2 separate regions of the Sus scrofa genome follow, and region 2 is linked to region 1. A link is a contact called in public promoter capture Hi-C data. All regions are on one chromosome and are shown on one strand. The core of a region is the stretch at or near the end of the contact, and the rest is flanking DNA. Distances in the headings are between cores, read along the strand shown. Region 1 holds the start of MRPS18B (mitochondrial ribosomal protein S18B). Region 2 holds the start of CSNK2B (casein kinase 2 beta).

What was found. Promoter capture Hi-C pulls out the DNA fragments that hold promoters and counts their contacts.
Region 2: a promoter capture Hi-C map of liver shows a contact between it and region 1, with 9 times the contacts expected there. The contact joins the promoter of CSNK2B here to the promoter of MRPS18B in region 1. A contact is called at or near these places in 2 of 5 promoter capture datasets (fetal liver and liver) and 1 of 2 datasets of contacts at active chromatin or transcription factors (skeletal muscle).

The regions. Positions count from the first base shown.
Region 1 is chr7:23,164,585-23,172,039 of Sscrofa11.1, reverse strand. MRPS18B (mitochondrial ribosomal protein S18B) reads right to left here and starts at 5,726. Exons shown (of 7, transcript NM_001123140.1): 1 at 5,649-5,726; 2 at 4,389-4,497; 3 at 4,184-4,281; 4 at 3,988-4,056; 5 at 2,289-2,355; 6 at 183-242. The coding sequence starts at 5,726. It also overlaps a transcript of PPP1R10 not described here.
Region 2 is chr7:23,778,840-23,785,764 of Sscrofa11.1, reverse strand. It overlaps CSNK2B (casein kinase 2 beta), which reads right to left and starts at 4,571. Exons shown (of 7, transcript NM_001145377.2): 1 at 4,563-4,571; 2 at 3,879-3,961; 3 at 2,540-2,642; 4 at 1,623-1,738; 5 at 1,098-1,173; 6 at 760-949; 7 at 1-115. The coding sequence starts at 3,950. The coding sequence ends at 25. GPANK1 (G-patch domain and ankyrin repeats 1) reads left to right here and starts at 5,419. Exons shown (of 3, transcript NM_001145383.1): 1 at 5,419-5,944; 2 at 6,438-6,925. The coding sequence starts at 6,527.

The sequences.
Region 1 (7,455 bases), core at 4,477-6,976:
AGGGCAATGACAAGAGACTCCGGAGAGGAAACAAAGAACAGTGGAGTGATAAAAGAAGAGATTCTTGAGAAGAACATGTTAGGTGCTACCCATATAGGAGGGAGCATTTACATCCACCTTCCAGCCCTAAGTCACCCTCCTCATGCTTACTGAAACTGCCCTGTGCCCCTTCTCACACTCACCATGATCCCTGGCTTTCTGGATGGCCTGGGTCAACTTCTTGTGTTGCTTCATACAGACCCCTGTGGAAAGAAAAAGATAACTTGGAGCTCATTTTATAAGTCACAATAATTAGGAGTTCCCTGTCATGGCTCAGTTGTTAATGAACCCAAGTATCCATGAGGACAAAGGTTTGATACCTGGCCTTGCCCAGTGGGTTAGGGATCCCGCCTTGCCATGAGCTGTGGTGTAGGTCGAAGACGTGGCTCAGATCCCACACTGTCGTGGCTGTGGTGCAGGCCAGCAGCTATGGCTCCAATTCGACCCCTTGCCTGGGAACCTCCATATACCATGGGTACAGACCCAAAGAAACAACAACAACAACAACAAAAAAGTCACAGTAATTAAAGAACAAAACTGCTTTTATATGATGCTTGAAGGCTAGACTTGGAAGACCTGGCTCTACTAATGACCCCACTCCCCTGCCCCCTCCATGAGTCTGTTTCCCCTTCTGCTCAATGGGAAGAACCTTTTCTCTGAGAACCAGGATGAAGACTTTAGGAGGGTCAAGCCACCTATAAAGAAGCCATTTGATGGTAAAGGCTTCAATACAGGGAACAGAACACAATCCAAAAGGCAAATGTGCTTAGTTAAATGGCTGAGTTGACAATACAAAGAGAAAGATTCAATGAAGGAAGAAAGGATTTCAGGTCTGGGGAAGGTGATCTGAGAAAGTAGCAAAATAGTTCCTTCAGCTTTTTACGGCTTGACTATAAAACTCTTAAAACTCGGGAGTTTCTAGCATGGCTCAATTGTTAACGAATCCGACTAGGAACCATGAGGTTGTGGGTTCCATCCCTGGCCTTGCTCAGTGGGTTAAGGATCTGGCATTTCTGTAAGCTATGGTGTAGGTTGCAGAGGCGGCTCAGACCTGGTATTGCTGTGCCTGTGGCATAGGCTGGCTGCTACAGCTCCGATTAGCCTGGGAACCTCCATATGGCACGGGTGTGGCCCTGGAAAAGACCAAAGACAAAAATAAATAAATAAATAAAATTCTTAAAACTCCTTGACAAACCAACCTCCACTGAGCATGCTACCACCCCACAAAAGGGTTGATTCCAATTATTCTTTGCAAATTTATTTTGCTTTGGAGCAGGTGTTGATAAAATATTTCTGGACAAGGCCATGTATTTTAGGGCATATATTATAGTCTGTCTCAGCTCAACTCTGCCATTGCAGCCTGGGAAGAGTTGCAGACAATATGAAAATAAATGGACATGGAATTTCCTTGTGGCACAGCAGGTTAAGGATCTGATGATATCCTCGCAGGGACTTGGGTTGCTGCTGTGACGTGGGATTGATTCCTGGCCTGAGAACTTCCACATCCTGCAGTGCAGCCAAAAAAAAAGAGAAAGAAAGAAAGAAAGAGGGAGTTCCCGAAGTGGTGCAGCAGAAATGAATCCAACTAGGAACCATGATGTTGCAGGTTTGATCCCTGGCCTTGCTCAGTGGGTTAAGGCTGTGAGCTGTGGTGTAGGTTGCAGACGTGGCTTGGATCTCATGTTGCTGTGGCTGTGGCTGTGGTGTAGGCTGCCAGCTGTAGCTTCAATTAGACCCCCAGCCTGAGAACCTCCATATGCCGCAGGTGTGGCCCTAAGAAGTCAAAAAAGGAAGGAAGGAAAAGAACAGAATAAAACATAGCAGTGAATGAGATTTAGCCTGTAGCTGTACTTAGGCAATAGATATAATCTTGAAATTTTAAGTTTACAATCCCAAATTTGGGAAATCTCATTGAACTGTCAACAGAGCGCATAAAAGTACCTCTGTGATAGTCAATTATGAGAAAGGCTTCTTAAAAGTGAAAAGACTATAAAAAGGAAACAATCACTACCATTCATCTTTGAAGAGCTGCATTTCGATGGTTTGCTTATGTTGATAACTGCCTCTGCCTTTGGCCCACATGTAACTGTTTTAGCATGAGTATCCACAATAGGCTAACATCTCAGAAGGTTCCAGCATACTTTTTATGCCATTAGTAGGAGCCACCAAACAAATACTTGTCGTCTTAATAAATACAAGAACTGCTGTAACGAAGGCTATTCTGGTGGGGACGGGGATGATGGGCTCACCTGTGTACGGGGCATGGAAGATGATACCCGTGTGGGCGCAGACAAACTGCTCCAAGAGCTTCACGTTCTGTAGGGAAAAGTGGTGGAGAAACAAGAGAGGGAAGGGAAGGCAGCAAAACAGACATTTAGAGACTGACAGGGCACAGTCCCTGCACACCCGCCCAGAGGACCTGGACCCTGCTCTGTCTCTCCAGGTGCTGCCCTCCTTCAATGTCCAGTTTTAGCCCCATTCGCTTACTGAACACACTTGCAAACTTCCCCCTTTCCTGGCCTTTCAACCCTTTTATGTGCACATCAGACACTCTGTCACTAAGACTCACATAGAATTCTCTTCTGCAGGGGTTAGGGTCTAACATCGGCCCCTCATGCAACAAATTAGGGACAGTCTTGGCAAATCCATGAAATCACCCATAAAATGTAGTACATGTTATAAGGTGCATTTATAAATGATTAATGTATACAAAAGTATGCCTTGGCGTTCCCTTCGTGGCTCAGCGGTTAATGCACCCAATTAGGATCCATGAGGATGCGAGTGTGATCCCAGGCCTCGCTCAGTGGGCTAAGGATCCAGCTATGAGCTATGGTGTAGGTTGCTCAAATCCCGAGGTGCTGTGGCTGTGGCATAGGCCGGCAGCTATAGCTCCAATTTAATCCCTAGCCTGGGAACTTCCATAGACATGGGTGTGGCCCTAAAAAGCAAGCAAACAAACAAAAACTATGCCTTATGTAATTTATTTATTTACTAAGATTAGTTAAAAAGGTTTAATTACTAGAATGATTCTCAGCCAGCAATTAATCACAGGTGGTGAGATTCCCAAAGAAAAAGCAGGTTTACTTGTGGAGTGGGATAGCAAGCAGAATCATCTGCACTATTCAACCTTTCTCCCTTAGCCAGGCAGCTTACTATAAACTGTATACAGATGGTTATAGTTTGTACACAGCTGAAACTGAGAAGTAGCTCCTGGACTCCTCTACAACCTGCTTCTGAAGGAGCCTGACAGCAGTCAGACACCCCCTTCTGCTGACTGACACACAAATGCCCTCCAACTCCCCTGACGACCTTCTTAATACTTCTAAGCCCTGCAAACTCAGACGAGCACGTTTCCATTATCATAAGGTTTTTGAATCCTTTAAGGAACAGGTCCTGTCCTTCTCACACTGAAGTGTCTTTCTTTTTTTTTTAACATAACTGACTGTACCTTGCTTCATGTACCTGCCCTCCAGCCCCTAGTCTCCAGCATGCCACCGACAAAATAAAGAAAACCTCAGAGAAAGAACTAGTCCAATCTACTTGCTGCTAACTGTGATGTATAAAAATGAAGCCTTGGGTGTAGCCCTCCCATTAGAAACGAGTATTTCTCTTGCTTGCCAATTTAGACTATAAATTTCATAGGCAAGGGATGAAGGTTTCTTTTTTAATAGTGGATGAAGCTTTTTAGTATAACCCATAGCAGAGAGCAAAGGCTAGAAGAAGGAATGTTTCATATTGCCGGAAAGTCAATATAAAATGGACTTTGGGCACTCTGCTATACAGCAGAAACTGACACACTGTAAATCAACTATGCTTAAAACAAAAACAAACAAAAAACAAAAAAAACCCAAAAAACTTTAGTGGCACCAGGACATGAAGAGTGAGGGGTACCTAAGGTAATCTCTCTAGCACTCTAGGTCTTTATTCTGGAGAAAAGACTCTCCTTACCCTAAAGTCGACGTGCAACTTCTGATCCCGGCAGATGGGGCAGGGATTCCCAGCAACTTTATTTCCCCGCTGTAGAGAGAAGAAACTGGCAGGTGAAGATGTTCAAAGCCTTGTCTGAAAAAGTGCAGCTACCACTGCGGCTATAGCCTTCAGCCCCACTCCACATCCCATCCATGTGTCACCTTCAGAAACTCACAATACACATCTTTCGAGTCCGCTGTGGGGGTATTCCACCTTTGTGGTTGCGACGGTAGTCAGCCCAGACAGGGCGAGAACCATAGCGGTTCTGGTATTCTGAAATGAAAGGCCACTTAAGTCATGTCTGGGTGCAGGTGGTGGGGGGCATCTCTGTCCCTTTATTTCAGACCTGACTTGCCCTCCCCTCCCCCATGAAGAAGTACCTTCTGAGTCCAGATATTTCCAGGGTTCATCTTTATAAGGGGAAATGGGAACCTGGGGCAAAGAATCATCCTCAGGGGGAGCTTTGGTGCAAAGAGTCTGGAGGAGAACCTATAGAAGGAGAGTGGAAATGAGACAGTGAGTTCAAGGAGAAACCTGACTGGTTAGCTGCCAACAGTTCAGGGAGAAAAAGAATCTATACCCACTATGTTAATGAAATATATATGAAAGGTAGCGTTGGGTGGGGGGGTTAAGTTGACATCATTAACCACCAGTCTCCCTACTGTAACTGGATCTTCAGAGAAAGAGTCATGTTGGAGGGTAACTAGATAGCTGATGGGGAGGCAAATTTATTTGAGAAAACAACTCAAAAACGTGGCACATATAAGATACTCTGTCCTTTCTGGGACAGACCGAGTCTAGTGGAGAAAAAGGGAGAATGTCTTATCTTCTTGGAGTTAAGATGAATGGCAGGAAGGAAATGCAAAGACAGATGAATCTCCACTCAATCCGATCCTGAATCACTGAGTTGCCCAGCCTTATAAAAAGTTGAAGGTCAACATTCCATAGGACAGAATAAACTTGAGTCCTAACGCTACCTTTAAAGCTACCAGGCCTATAATTAACTCTGTGGTGACCCTTGTCACCAATTTTTAGTCCCACTGTAGGGAGTGGCAGCTGGGCTAAGCCTTCCCATCTCGCCCTGCCCCGCTAAGAATCTGCCCTGCCAAGAACCTCCAGGGGGGTAAGTACGTGAGGCTGGAGGGAAACCTCGACCCAAAGTTAAGCTCATGTATGCTCTGATGAGAAACTGATTCAGTGACATAAAGAGAGCCGAGACACTGGTCCCCAGGTCGTGAGAATGTGTCCTGGCTTTATTAGGCTATAGCAGGGCTGGTAGAAGTTAGTGTCTGTCCCTCAACCCAAAGACCTTACTGGGCATCGCAGATTTAGACATCGTCTGAACAGTTCACAGCTGGTTTGTGTTATGACCAAGGGGTTCATTCCATCTCTTAATTATTTAATCGAGATGGAAACTAGGGAAGAGGATACCATCCAACCCTGGCTCTTCACCCTCGACTCGAAATAAGAAAATGCGCGCAGTATCGAGGAACGAGAAGGGAAGAGAGTGGTGGAAGTAAAGCATTGCCTTGACAGCAATCGGGAAGCTCTCCGCTCCTGGATTCCCAGAAGTGGAGCGACAACCTAGAGAAAGTACAGTTTAAGTTTTGGGTTGTACAAAACGTGCTCCAAGGAGTTACCTGAACTCCGTAGGCACCTCTGAAGGGCGAAACGCCAGGAAGGCGCCTCAGCAACACGTTCAATATGGAGGCAGCCATCTTGACGTACGCCCAAAGCAGGAAAGGCTAGAAAGGCGACTGCGCATGCACCTGGAAACTGACTGGGGGTAGGGCCAAGGACGCGCCCGCAGTGCGGAAGACGGCCGCGCATCTGCGTCAAGACGGAAACGAGAAAGGGGGGCCATAAGGAGAAGGCAATTTCAACTGCGTCACAATCGAATTCGGCCTCAAAATTGCGTTTTTGCGGCACCAGTCACTACGATTCTTAGACCTCATTCTTCGAGTTTGTCTTGTAAGCAATTTTGAAGGAGATTTTGACCGAGATTCTCTCACTGCGCATGCGCCGGTCCGATTCTACCAACCCAGGGTGAGAAATGGTCTCGAGGGCGGAAGTGGTGGAAGCAGAGGAAAGGGAGGTGCTAGGCCGCCCGGTCACGCGCACGCGTTAGCGGGCCAGGAAGGAGGCGGAAGAGGGTGCCCAGGGGAAGGGGCTGAGCGAAGCCGAAGACAGGCTAGCCAATCAGCTGGCGAGTTGTCTTTCTGGTTGGCCAATGAACTCACGCCTCGCGCACAATGTCTCGCGACAAGGGCGCTTCACTGGCACGTTTGCGCGCGTTGGGCGGCGTCCGGGTATAAAAGACTCCGCCCGAGCGGGCAGCCGCCATTCTGGGGTTCGTTTAGAGGTAAGTTTCGCCTTTTTGTCGGTTGGAGGGTGACATTTTTGGCCTGGGAAACGGGTTCGGCCTAGGCTCAGTTGGGAGCCATGACTTGTGTTAAGCGGCTGTTTTCGGGATGGGACACAGAGGTGTTTGAGGGCAACAAAAACGGTATTTTGGGGCGTTTCCGAGCAACCCGTATTGATTGTATCTTTCTCCCTTTTGTTCCTTTTATCCCAGGTTTGAATTTTCTCGGAGAAAGACAGGCCAGCCACGAGGAAAAAAGAAACAAGCCGCAGCAACATCTAAGCCCTTGAAAGGATCCTGAGAGAGGGGGGAAAGGGAAAACAGCAGCCACCAGCCCAACCACTTGTGTCTTCTGCCCCTTCCCACCTATCTTGCCCACCCCACCAGCCCACGCTGCTTGGGACTTGAAATTGTGGCCGAAGGACCGTCACCACATAACTTCAAAAATAATCAACCACCCTCCCTTCCCAAACCCACTCAAATTCACTCATCCAGCGTTTACTTTTTTGAATCCACTCAGAACTTTTTTTCTACGACCCCCCTCCCTAAATGGAGTTGGGTGGGGGGGGAAATGAATACTGAGTTGGCCTTTATTTTTTTTAAAGAGACTTTTTGATCCAATGAGGCCCCGCAAATAATTGAGTTTTGGGTCCTGGTTGGTTGTTTTATTTTTTTCTCTAAAATTTTAACCCCCTCCCCCCCTGAGCCCGAGGTGCTGACGTCGCAAAAAAATTGGATAGTAAGTGTCGAATTTTCAAAAACCAGCCTTGCAACAAGAAATCAACGTTTCCCGTTGTGAAACCAAAAATAATGAGAGGACGAAATGAGACCATAGAACAAATAGAGAACTGGAGAAGGACCGATCCGGTCGCTTAATCTCCATTAAAAGGGCCTTTGGGTCTTAACAGTGGTGTTCTCTCCTCTACCACCTACCTCTTCCCTGCCCTGGTGCGGGCAAGGAGAGGGTGGAGGGAGGGCCAGCAAGTTAGGATTTTGATGGTTAACCCTTGGTAATCCAGCCAATTTCCAGACTGCCAAAGCCATAAGTGTTTACTTTTTTATAAAGAGGAATGGTTACCTTCCTC
Region 2 (6,925 bases), core at 3,322-5,821, 610 kb before region 1:
CTGAGGGACGGGTGGGATGGGGAATCAGCGAATTGTCTTGACCGGGCTCTTGAAGTTGCTGGCGGCTTGGAGCTGCAGCTGGTAGGCCATTGGATGGATCTTGAAACCGTAGAGCCTGGGTTGGGGCAGAGGTCAAAGGGGCAGCAGGGTGAGCCCCATCCTGGTCCTGCCTGAATTCCCACCTCCCCACCCCAGCTCCCCCATGGGCCTCCTCAGTGCTTAAGGGCAATGCTTCCCAAACTTCTTCCCTCAAGACCATTTGGAAATACATTTAAAATATCCACTAAAACTCATATTCTAGGATACACCCATGTGTGGACGTGCTTGCACCTCAGTAATTGTTTCAATGTAAAACTCAACTTTCCTTCCTTATACCAGAATAAAAGTGATACTCTAGCAAGATAAACCACACTTGAACTGCGGCTCTGAGGATTTCTTGGCAGAAGGTTGAGCACCCAAGATGGTGACAAGGACAGCTCTCATTTAAACGCTACTTCAAGAGACAAATGTTATTCTAAACAGTTCACATGTTTAAAAATATGCTATTAGGCAAATACTGCCACCGCCCCCATTTCATGGATAAGAGAACTGAGGCACAGACAATTAACTTTCCCAAGGTCACTCATCAGGGAACAGCCCTGGGTTGGGAGAAGTAGGTCTCAAGAAAGGACCATGCCCTGTCCTTGTCCTCTCTTCTTAATGGGGGTGTGGGGGGGAGGCTTTCCTTTGACCCTTGGTGACTGTGTCCCCGTTCCCCACCTGGGCACAAACTGGTTGGCAGGCCGTTTGGGCCGGTACTCGGGGTGCACCATGAAGAGCATGTGAGGGAAACCGGTGCCGAAGTAGGCGCCATCCGTGTGGTGGTGCCTCGATGACTTGGGCGTGTACACGTCCATGCACTTGGGGCAGTAGAGCTTCACCATGGCCTCGCCTGGGATGTCCGAAAGGCCTGGGAGACAGCTAGACTCAGCGGGCCGCCTAACCCCAAGCCTGCCCAACCTCCCTCCTGGACCCAGACCCCAACTTGCTGAGCCTCAACTCCTTCCCAGAGGACCTGCATTTTACACAGCCCTCCTCTCCCTTTCCCAAACACTCACCGATGGGAAGCATTGGCTGGTTCTCACAGTACACACGGGGACAGTAGCCAAAGTCTCCCTGCTGGTACTTTTCCAACTGAAGCAAATAAAACGGGAAGGGGTTGGTGGGGAGGCATGAAGAGAAGAGGCAACCCCCTTTGGGCCCAACCCACGTCACTCTGTCCCCAACTCCTCCTGCCTCACCCTGTCCAGAGGCTCTTCTCTGGCTTACGTGGCCCGCAGATTCCTCTGCTTCCCTTCCCCTCGTTGGGCAAGCTGCGGACCACCAGTCATTCACTGCTTGTTTCCTGGTGAAGAGGCAGTCTACAACTGCCTGCTCAAGGTCACATCGCCTTCCCTCCCTGAAGACACCACTTTGGCACAACCCTTGATCGGGTCTTAATCCCTAGGCCCAGGTTCTGGGGGTTCTTTCCCTCTTTCCAGCTAGATTCCTTGCCAAGGTTGGAACAAGCGACTTCTTGCTGCAGGAAACTCTGTTTCCCTTGCTGCCTCTGAAGGAGTAAAGTGGGAGTCGAGAGGCCTCACCATCTGGGCGATGCCACGGTTGGTGAGGATATAGCGGGCGTGGATCAATCCATAGAGCATTTCGGCTGCCTGCTCAATCAGGTCACTCTGGTTGGGGTTGTCTTCCAGCTCCTCATCTGAAACATGGTCCCAGCCAAATGCAACCACTTGTCTTACAGCTCTTTTAGGTGCCCTGCCCACCCCACCCCCAGGGGCTGCTGGCTACTCAGTTAGTCCAGCACCCTATGGTGAGCCTCACCCCAGCCACCGCCTGGGCATCTGACCCAGAAACCTGGGCCTCTGATCCTCCCACCAACCCAAGGCAGCTCTGCCTTCTCTCCATCCCTCTCAGCCTCTGCTCCCTTCTCTCCCTCACAGCTCCTTCCTAAACACATAAATGCAAAGATGTCAACAGAGAAGACAGAACCCGAGCTTGGAAGAGGCAAGGCAAGGGAGAGGCAGAAAATAAGACGTGTGGGGAAACTGGCATTATGGAATAATGCTGAGTTACAGGATCAGAGTATGGGAACAAGACACCCCTGGCAAGAGTTAGGTAGGTTACCAAGATGAAGTTGAATCTGACTCTGGCTTAACAGAGCCAGAAAACCAAAAAGAAATTCAAATAGCAGTTGAAAAGAAAAAGACCAGATTTCCCGTTGTGGCTCAGTGGAAACGAATCTGACTAGCATCCATGAGGACTCAGGTTCAATCCCTGGCCTCACTCAATGGGTTAAGGACCTGGTGCTGCCATGAGCTGTGATATAGGTTGCAGACACGCTCGGATCCGACATGGCTGTGGTGTAGGCCAGCAGCTACAGCTCCAATTCTCAACCCCTAGACCTGGGAAACTCCATGTGCCATAGGTGCAGCCCTAAAAAGCAAACAAACAAAAACCAAAAAACCCACATATACACAAAACAATTCTGAGAGTATCTCACCAGGTTCCAGGTCCAAGATCATGTCTAGGGCTTGTCGATAATGAGGCACCTGCTCGTTGAGTCCAGTGAGATTGAATTTGTCCTGGATGTAGTCTTCATCCACCTGTCAGGACGTGAAGTCAAGAGTAAAGCAGAATCCCCAGCTTTGACCTAGGCAAGTTGCTCTAACTGGTGCTTTAGCCTCGACACGACTGCTTCTGCCCCCAGCTCTGCAGAAATACATAAGTCACTTTTCTCAGTTCACATATACTGCCTGCTCCTAACAGCTTGGCTTTTCTTTTCTAAGGATAAGCAAGTATAGCAGTCCTCTCCTTAGAAAGACATTTATTTCAAGATCCCTGTCCTAGGGAGTTCCCATCGTGGCTCAGTGGTTAGCAAATCCAACTAAGAACCATGAGGTTGCGGGTTCAATCCCTGGTCTCACTCAGTGGGTTAAGGATCCGGTGTTGCCGTGAGCTGTGGTGTAGGTCACAGACGCCGCTCGGATCTCCCGTTACTGTGGCTGTGGTGCAGGTCGGTGGCTATGGCTCTGATTGGACCCCTAGCCTGGGAACCTCCATATGCCGCGGGTGTGGCCCTAGAAAAGACAAAAAAAAAAAAAAAAAAAAAAAAAAGATCCTTGTTCTAGAATTGCCTGGTTAAGGATCTGGCACTGTTATAGTTGTGGCACTGGTTCAATATCTTTGGCCCAGGAACTCCTGTATGCTGTGGGACGCCTCCAGCCCTCCCCCTGCAAAAAGAGTTCCTGTCGTGGCTGAGCGGTAATGAACCTGACTAGTATCCTTGGATCCCCAGGTTGCTGTGGCTGGGGCATAGGCCAGCAGCTGCAGCTTTGATTCAACCCCCGCCTCCAAAAAAAAAAAAAAAAAAAAAAATCCTGTCCCCATTCCTGCTTCCCATCTCTAAGAGTCAGTTTTGGCCTCTCCTTAGGGGCAGCTGGCTTGCTGAGGAAGGTGGAGGCTGAACAGCTTGGGTTCTGAAGGCGCTCACAATCCCTTATGTTAACACACAGCTCTGCACGTTACAAAACATTTTAACGTGAGGTGTCTTAATTCTCCTAATAGCTACCAGAAACAGGTGCTACCGGTAGCACTGTGGTAATAAAAACATGGGTTGATGAGTCCAACATTACATTGCTGGAGGGTGGCAGGGTCAACCTGAGGCCCAGTCTTGCCTTCAGTATGAGTTAGTGAGAGAATTACTAAGGAGACTCTTTCTTAACGTGAAAGGGTTTTTACGGAAGACTGTAAAACAAGTATCTAGAAACTGAATATATACTATGCGAGAGAATGCCTGGCCAGATTATATGTGGAAAGGGACAAGGAGGTTAAGAACTCACTTCACAGAAGAATTCATTGCCACGGAGCCCACAGAACCAGGAAATCCAGGACACCTCCTCTGAGCTGCTCATCTTCACTTCAGCTAGAAAAAGAAGAGTGTCAGCCTAAGCTCTCCTCCCTGCCTCTGATATCCTCCCTCTTCCCACACTTTGCCCTCCAACCACAGAAGAATTTAGGGCCACCCTTTCTTAAAGGATCCTAGACTGGAGCAGTTCTCTCCAGCTCCTCCTATTCACACCTCAACCCCTTTTTTCAGAGACAGGAAATTCTCTGGGGTCCCAACACTTGTGTGTAACCGGCAGGTCTTGACCCATTAGTCCTATCCACATCCCTAACGCTCCCCAAGGCCAGGCCCCTCTCTCCTCTATGTCAACTCCAGCAGGGCCTGCGGCTCAGATTCCCTACCCCCGCAAGTCTCCGTTTGTCCCCGGCCCCATTCCCAAGGTTTCCGAAGTTTCTTTCCAGGCAAGAGCTAAGCTCCTCTTTTTCTCAAAGTCTGGGGATGGCAGTTAGGTCCCTTTCACGGGAGTCTCCTTATCCCGCCTCCATCCTTCAGACCACCCCCTCCTTCCTTCGGTCCCGGACCTGGTCACTTCCTTCCCCACCCCCACATCAAGGCACGGAGACCCCTTGTGCCGCGCCCAGGAACAGGGGACGCGGCGCGGCAACGACCTCAGACTCACCGGCTGGACGGGGACTGGGACCGGGGGGGCGGGGAGGGGAGGGGAGTTTCTGCTTCCAAGGAACCGCGGCGACGGCTACAACGCAGGCCGCGGATCCAACCGCGGCAGGCGAAGTGGGGCGGGGGGAGTGGAAACTGGGGAGGGTGGGGAAGAGGGCAACGCGCAAGCGCTTAAAATCGTGCGCCGCGGTGAACGCCGGGAGATGGAGTCCTCGGAAGCTAGAAACTGGCGCAACTGAGAAAGGGCGAACTACGAATCCCAGGACGACCCGCCCACGACCCTGGTGTCGCGAGGCCCCTGAGGGAAACGCTCCGGGGCGGGGCGTAGGGAGCCGCCACCGGAAGCGGAAACGCAGTACCGTGTTCTGGGCCAGGGAGCCTGGGAAATATAGTCGAGTGATCTTATCACCGTGGGGCTGAGAGGGGGCGGGGAAAGGAACAAGACAGGCTGGATCATTTACTGCCGCTCCCTCTCACACAACGAGCCTCAGGCGTGCGGCCCTGCTACCCAGACCATTGACCTCATCACCGACCAGCTGCCTGGCCCTTATCGCTTGTGGAGCCCCCCTGTCCGAGTCAGCCTGCCAAGGAGACCCTCAACGGGGCCCATATTTCACTCAAGGGTTTGATCTCCTGAGGTGGGAGGTGAGGCCGGGTTCCGCGCTGAGGGACCTGGGTAGGGTGTGCTGGCTGAGCTGAGAGGTGTGAGAATCGGGAAGGTCCCGTGCGCTAACCTGAGGTGGCGCCAGCCATTCTGTTGCTCGTCCCCTTGCACTTCTCCATTTCCTTTTAAGGCTTGAACAGGGCCTTCTGCTGCGGGTGCTAAGTGCGACCTTCCAACCCTGGTCAGATTAATGGTGAGGGGCTGCGTGACTATTTCATTTCACGGCTTCTGGGCATTCTCCGCCTCAGGGCCTTTCTTAACCCAGAGGGTGGTTTCCCAGGTCCAGAAAATGAGCTTGGAGCGGGGGCCACGTTGAGGGAGGCGAAGAGCATTGTGGGGGCGTTAGGTAAAAGCAGGACCCCAACCGACAGATATTTCTCGATCCTCGCGCTACCAGGGCACGTGGCGTTTTGCGCTTGTGTTATTGGAAAGATTCCAGGGCGGGAAATAGCCCGGAGCAGCGCGCCTGCGTGCTCCAGTATTGTTTTTGTTTGTCCCCCGCCCGCTCCCCATTCAGCTGCGCATGCGGCTTTGACTGTGGACGCCTTTGCTTAGAGTAGCGCCATTTTGCAGTACGGAAGCTGCAAAGCAACGAGTGGAACCTCCCCGCGAATCGGCTTCCTGCTTCCGGACAAATGTCAAGTCTGTTTTTGTTTAAGAATACCCCGAAATAGGATCCAGGAAGATTTAAAGAGCCAGGCTGATTGTTTTCCTTAATGGTATGTCCCGCGCAGTTGTAAAGTAGTTTCAGAGAAAGGCTGTTATTATTGATGGTGAGGATGGAGTGGGGGCAGAGCACAGGACTTCTGGGCAACTGTCTTACAGAGTCTACTTTGTTAACCTTTACTAAGGGGCATGGTCTGTTACCATAGGGTTTCCTATTTTTACACAATCCGTGGTCCTCGGGGTTCACTTTCCGCGTAGGAGGGTTTTTGTTTGTTTTTGTCTTTAGGGCTGCACCGGTGGCATATGGAGGCTCCCAGGCTAGAAATGGAATTGGAGCTACAGCTGCTGGCCTACACCACAGCCACAGCAACGCAGGATCCAGCCGTGTCTGCAACCTACACCACAGCTCACAGCAACGCCGGATCCTTAACCCACTGATCTGAGGCCAGGGATCGAATCTAATCAGGTTTGTTAACCACTGAGCCACGAAGGGAACTCCCGGGAGGGGATTTTTGATTCTAAGGATACTTGTTTTTATCCCAGCAGGTGTCTGTAGGTGATTCTGGTCATTGCAGGACCATCTGGGACTTGGCTTCCCCCTGCCTAATCTCATTTTCCCAACTCTCCCCAAAGCCATGTCCGGGTCCTCCCTCATTAACTTTACCCCAGCCACTGACCCCAGTGATCTCTGGAAAGATGGGCAACTGCAGTCACACCCTGAAGAGCTGGAGCCCACCCTGGATGGGGCTGCAGCCCGGGCTTTCTATGAAGCTTTGATTGGGGACGAGGACAGCACCCCTGAGCCCCAGAGATCTCAGCCTGAGCCTGCTAGAAAGAGGAAGAAAAGACGAACGATGAGGGAGACTACAGCAGGAGCATCAGGAGAAGATGGACAAAGGAGATCCCTTGAGGCAGAGGACAAGATGACCCAGCAGATACTGAGGGCAGCCCAGGAGGGGGACCTGGCAAAACTGAAAAAGCTGTTGGATCCCCATGAGGCAGGGGGAGCTGGAGGGAATATCAACGCTCGAGAT